Regions from separate parts of the Sus scrofa genome. Here region 1 is linked to region 2. A link is a contact called in public Hi-C data. All regions are on one chromosome and are shown on one strand. The core of a region is the stretch at or near the end of the contact, and the rest is flanking DNA. Distances in the headings are between cores, read along the strand shown.

Region 1 (2,738 bases), core at 112-2,611, 52 kb after region 2:
GAGATGAATGTTAGAGGGTTTAGGATAAAGTTCAATCGAATGCAGATGGTATTTTATTTTAATTAGCTCCAGTCCCTGTTGTACAAAATCGCTTGGATAAGTGACGGAATTTACAACCCATCCGCACCTCCCATGAAAGCTGGTAGAGTGTACATTTGTTAAACAAAACGAAACGAAACACAAGTGAGAGGGAAGATTTAAGACTTCAGCCACACACACGTTTATTAAGCATCTCTTTGCCCTGATCCTGTACCAGCGTCGTGCAGTCCTTTCCCTTCCATTCCTAATCACCTTTCCTTGATGTTTTTATCCACCTTTGAAGAGGGCCGTTTTCTCAAAGGGCTTTGTTGACGAGCCCGCTCCTTGGGAGAACAGCCTGACTGTTCTCAGGGCATGGTATCAGTCACTGGGTTTTTCCAAGGGCTGTCATTTAAGCAAACTGAAAGCATTTGTTTTTAACTTGTTCTTTTGGCCAAAAGTCTGGAGAAGGGTGGATGTTACAGAAGCATCAGCCAATGGCGGAAAGGATTCACACATTTTTTAAAAATTACTTGTTCTGATTATGTTCCAAGCTGGCTTATAGTTCGACATTGCTGCCTGCGTCTTCCAACCCTTGCATTTTAGAATGATGACTCTGGTTCAGCCCTTCCTTTCCCTTCAGTGCTCAGCCAGATTGATGATGGAAACAGGAGGATAAAGATATTATTAGGGAGGCCCTCGGAGGCTCCTTCCTGGGCAATGGGCGGCTTTGGGTTGATGCTTTGTTTTAGTACTTTAACTCTCAGAAGCTGGAAAATGATTTCTGGGACCAGAGTGGGCATTCTGTTTCATAGGATGGGACTTTGTCCCCAGAGTTTAATCAAAGCTCAGGTTTCTTTCCAGCAGTGATGCAACGTTTAAGCCGATCTTTCCATTAACCACAGATGGAATTTTATCTGACAGTTTTGTGTGCTGGAGCCATTCGGAGTGCAAACAAACAAAAAGTTCCTGGCAAATACAAGCACATAGACAGAAAGTGACCACATCGATCTCAGGGTTGATGAACTATGGGATGGGCTGGGGGCAGGATGGGCTGCCTCACAGGGCCTGATGGATTGACCCACGTGGGGACAGGAGAGGTCTGCGGCTGTCTCTTCACGTTTCTGCAGAACCCTGGGGCTAGTGGACTGGCTACTACGAATTGGTAAACAGTTAGAACTTTCCAATATACTTTAAAAGATGATGCTTTATTATTTCACCCCCTGGCACACTCAGCACTTCCACTTAGATGCCTCAAAGATGTCTCAAAGTCACCTCGTCCCAGAGTCGACTGGCCACCCCTGATCACACCTCTGTCACAGAAGCGAGAGTCCTCTCACCTGAACCCCACACTGCCCGGTCACTAGACTGCTGTGGGCACCCTTGGCCAACACCAGTCTGCTCTCCACCATCCTTAGGGATCCGGAAGAACTTCTGGAATGGTGCCAACCACCCCTGGGACTGTCCTGCCCAAGTCCTTGTCCTCCTGGCCTGACCTCCCTGTGGCCCCAGCCACACGGGCCTTTACACTCCTCATTGGATGGCATCTGCTCTCTCCCCCTGCACAGCCTCTGCACAGACTGCCTCCCCTCTGTGACTCTCCCCAACCCTCTGGTCTCAGCCATAGCCCTGCCACCGGAAGCTAGAGCCCTCCGGCTAGCTCGCTTCTCCTAGCAGTATGATGTTAACATTCTGAGTTTGTGAGGTTTCCCTTAGCGCCTGACTTCCCCACCAGACTCCAGGAATGGAGGTGTCGTCAAGGCTGCTTATTAGCCCTCTGCTCTCATCCCAGCGTGATACTCACACACAGGTGGTAGGGCCAGAGCCTGAGCAGCACCCATTCAGAACTGACCACTGCTGGGGAGAACATGACATCTTGAAGGGTTTTGTGGCCACATGGACATCCTCTCCCTGCAGTTCCCAGTGCCTGTGAGAGCTGTCCATTGACAGCTGTCAGCCTTGCTGGACCTCGGGCCCCCCGTATTGTCCTTGTGACATCTCCTGCTGGCCACTTTGGAAGCACTGAGAGCACACAGTGGTGTTGGTGGGAGAAATGAGGGGTTTAGTTTCCTGGGAATCTGGTGAGTGACAGGGATGGGGCTGGTGGGAGTTGCAGCTGGTCCCTAAGGCCAGTGTGAGATAGGGCAGACCACTCAGTTTTCTAGAAACCACGGAGAGGCGGCAGGGAGGCAGAGGAGCTCGTGGTTAGATGCATGCACGCCCACCTTGAGCTGTAAAGCTGTCAAAGGCCAAGGCCGCCTCTCATTTGTTTTTTCTCCCAGTCCAGCAGACTACCTGGTAAATAATAGACAGATGCTTAGTCATTGTGTATTGAAACATCTCAGTGTTCACGGAGTGGGTTCACATCAGCCCGTTGTATCTGTTACCGTTTATTCCTCAACTTCTTTTTCTGTAATGACTTCAGAAGTTTACTGTGGCCTTGGTTAAATTGTGGCAAAAGTCCTAAAGAGGGCTTGAATTCATCACGCCGCATCCTATGTTGATGTCCTTGACAGAAGGTGACTGGTGACTGGGGAGCAGGTTGTCTATGAGCAGAAGCAGGTGATCCTCAAGGGGGACAGGGTGCTTCCTTTCCTTTCAGTCGGAGTAAGAACTCACTCCGGAGTGAATGAAGAGAACTAATGTCCTCAAGTCCGCTCACCCTACTGTTTCCCAACATTAGCAGAAGCAGCAGTGCCGTCTCTCACCAGCGTTAAGGG
Region 2 (2,969 bases), core at 300-2,799:
GGGAGGAAAACCTGTGGCAAGTGCAGAAAAGAGAAGAACTCGTGGAAATCAATCCTCAGGTTCCAAAACGGGCCCTGGGCAGAAGCCCTTGTGAACAAGACTTTGGCTTGTCCCCGTGTCCCTGCTGGGCCTCCCACCACGCCTCACGTTCTCCCACCTCCATTGGGGTGACTCACGCCTGCAGAAAGGATGAATCATGTGGGTTACGAAACCAAAGGGCTCCTGAGAGGGAGGCTGGAAAGGCCCCGGGAAGCCATGGGTCCTGCTCCCCCGAGGAATCCCACCCCCTCCTGCCCCTCCTCAACTACCTTCTACCTGCCAAGCCACAGACTCAGGTGCGTGCTCTGCAGCACTTGGAAGGCAAGGGACAGTTCCTGCAAAGGGACCAGCAGTCTCTGACTCCCTTCCTGCATTAAGGCCTCCTTACCTACTTTTTGTTTCCCCGCCCACATTAATTAGGGGAAAGGTTTGCTTTCCACATGGGGCCAGCTGGGACCAACACCCCTTGCAAGGCAAGGGACAAGAGACCCTGAAACGATCCTCACCTCTCACCATTCTTCTGAGGTGTGAATATTCCCTCAGCGCTCCACGGTATACCAAGTAACTACCTATTGGGTTCTAGGTGACTCCTGGCAGCGGGAGGCCAAGATGATTCATCTCATTTTCCCACTGACTGGTCCCAGGTCAGTGGGAGGTATGAAAGGTCTACCCAACTGGAGATCACCTACCATGTGGCAGGTCTGGGCTCCTAAAAACAAATGTTTATCAACAGCTTAGTGCATGGCCAGCACTCATGTCTTGCTCTAAACAGCTCCAGGGGATAGATACTATTGTCACTCCCACTTACAGGTGGAGCCCAAGATCACTCAGATAGGAAATGGTCGACTGGGGGGGGGGGGTTCCCCAGCGCTATCTACCTCCCTGGGACCTCTAGGGAGCTGTCCCCCTAGGTTTCTACCGAACCAGCTAATTGGGTAAATGTCTTTGCCCCCTCACCATGCCCCTTCAGTCAAGCCTAGTTTTGGACTGGGCCACGGCCACCTCTTTCCCTGTGGCTTCTTGGCCCTAAAACCCAGAACCGAGGGCGAACCCGCTGTGGCCCGCTGGGATGAGCAAGGCCTCCTGTGAATGAGGTCAAACACCGTCAGGCGTTATGAGGCCTCCAGGCTGCCCGGCGGGTGGAACGACACCGGCCTGGGAACAGTAAGCACCTGAGACGCACCCCACTCCCCCACACCCGCCCCACCCTCCCTGGTGGCCAGGGGAACGCGCTGCCCCGGCCCGTCTGTGTCCCGAGCGCCTCCAAAGTGCGGGAAGTTCCCCAGGGACCTTTTCGCCGAGGGCTCACGAAGGCCGGGGTGCCCGCCACCGAGCGCGGGTCCACGGCGCCGCCGGGCCGCGCGGGCGGGAACGCGCGGCGGCCGCCTCCTCCTCCCTCGCTCCCGCCCGCAGCGGCGGCGGCGGCGGCGGCGGCGCTTCCCCCGGCGCGGAGCGGCTTTAAAAGGCGGCACCCCACCCCCCCGGCGCACTCGCCGCTCGGGCGCCGCGCGAGCCTGCCGCTGCCATGCCTCCGCGCGCGCTGCCCGCGCTTGGGCCCCGGCCGCCGCCCCGGGCCCCCGCCGCCGCTGCCGACACGGACGCGGACACAGGGGACGCCGGCGGGCTCGGGCTCCGGCCGCTGGCGCCGCGCCCCTGGCGCTGGCTGCTGCTGCTCGCGCTGCCCGCCGCCTGCTCCGCGCCGCCACCGCCGCGCCCCGTCTACACCAACCACTGGGCGGTGCAAGTGCTGGGCGGCCCGGCCGCGGCGGACCGCGTGGCCGCGGCGCACGGCTACCTCAACTTGGGCCAGGTGAGTGCAGCCGGCCTCACGCGCCCAAAACTTTCCCGGCCGCCGGCGGGAGCGGCGCGAGGGGGCGCCTCCTTTGGGGAGTTGCCCGGGAGCGCGGCGCGCGGGGCCCTCGGTGGGGACAAACGGGTGGCCGGCGGGGGCGCCCACGCAGGCCCGGCGCAAGAGGGCACGGACACCTGCCCCGCCGTGGTGGGCGCCGTCCTCCTTACCCACCGGGCTCGTCCCGTCGCCGAACCTGGCTCCGCGGCACCGGGGCACGAAGGGGGCATTCCTTCAAAGGACCTTGGAGGCAGGTCCCCTTTTTCCAGCCCCAACCCTGAAGAGTGGCAGTGAGGCGGGGGTTGATCTTGATTTATGGCCGGTGGAGGGGTCCCACAGGGGACCTGTCGGTGCGGTGAACACATCTCCAGATTACACACTTAAGAGGATCAAGTGTAGTGACAGGGAGGCACCACTCATAACTCAGCCCCTACTGCCAGGCAGTGTTAAATTTGGTTTCATCATTCTCCGTGACAGAAGCCAGCAGAGTGTGGTGCGGCCCTAATGTAAAGGACTTTTCTTTGCATCTTAACTCCAGCGTGGATGCAGTTCCTGTGTGATGTGCACCCTTCTGGAAAAGTAGATTGTGCTCGTTTGAACTGTACTTTACACTGCAGGTCAGAGTGTCTGAAAGAACCCATCACATCCTTTGGTGTCTCTTTTTTGGTGTGTGTGTTTTGACCGCTCAGGTCTCTCCAAACATCCTGTGATTTAAGATTTGCCTTCAGGTAGCACTGGCTTTGATTCTCTCTGTGGTTCCTAAATCTCCCGAGTTCATGCTTCAGACCGGAGAAGGGGCTCCTCTGGGTCTTTCTGGTTGGTTCCTTGCTCCCCCCTGTTTGCTTAGGGCCCTGGCTCTTGCCACACTTCACTGCTCTGCCCAGGTGGCCCAGCAATTTGTCTTCAGCTAAAAGTGACTCTTACACTGCCCGGTAAATTACAGAGCGCCTGGGTTTTGGCTGTTATAATTAAAGGAGCAGAGGGGAACTGAAGTTGAGCTGTGAGCTTCTGGACATTGCAAGTGAGAGGCACAGTGACTGCCGTTCAGGGCTCCCTTCCTGGGATCAGAAATCTCCCTTCC

Evidence for each region. A called contact is a pair of places that touch in the nucleus more often than the background predicts.
Region 1: a contact with region 2 is called in a Hi-C map of liver, with 4 times the contacts expected there. The contact joins the enhancer-like site here to the promoter of PCSK6 in region 2. A contact is called at or near these places in 11 of 47 Hi-C or Micro-C datasets (embryonic fibroblasts, fetal liver, heart right ventricle and 3 more).

What each region holds. Positions count from the first base shown.
Region 1 is chr1:145,559,425-145,562,162 of Sscrofa11.1, forward strand. The region is part of intron 2 of PCSK6 (proprotein convertase subtilisin/kexin type 6); the gene reads left to right. Among named protein-coding and RNA genes, the nearest start is that of PCSK6, 52 kb to the left of the region's middle. Within about 2 kb of position 1,362, at least 22 of the 83 cell types and tissues checked have an H3K27ac peak or open chromatin away from gene starts, as enhancers often do. A contact at or near this core is called in fetal liver, liver, retroperitoneal adipose tissue and 1 more, where this site is marked.
Region 2 is chr1:145,507,109-145,510,077 of Sscrofa11.1, forward strand. PCSK6 (proprotein convertase subtilisin/kexin type 6) reads left to right here and starts at 1,550. Exons shown (of 21, transcript XM_021098951.1): 1 at 1,550-1,849. The coding sequence starts at 1,565.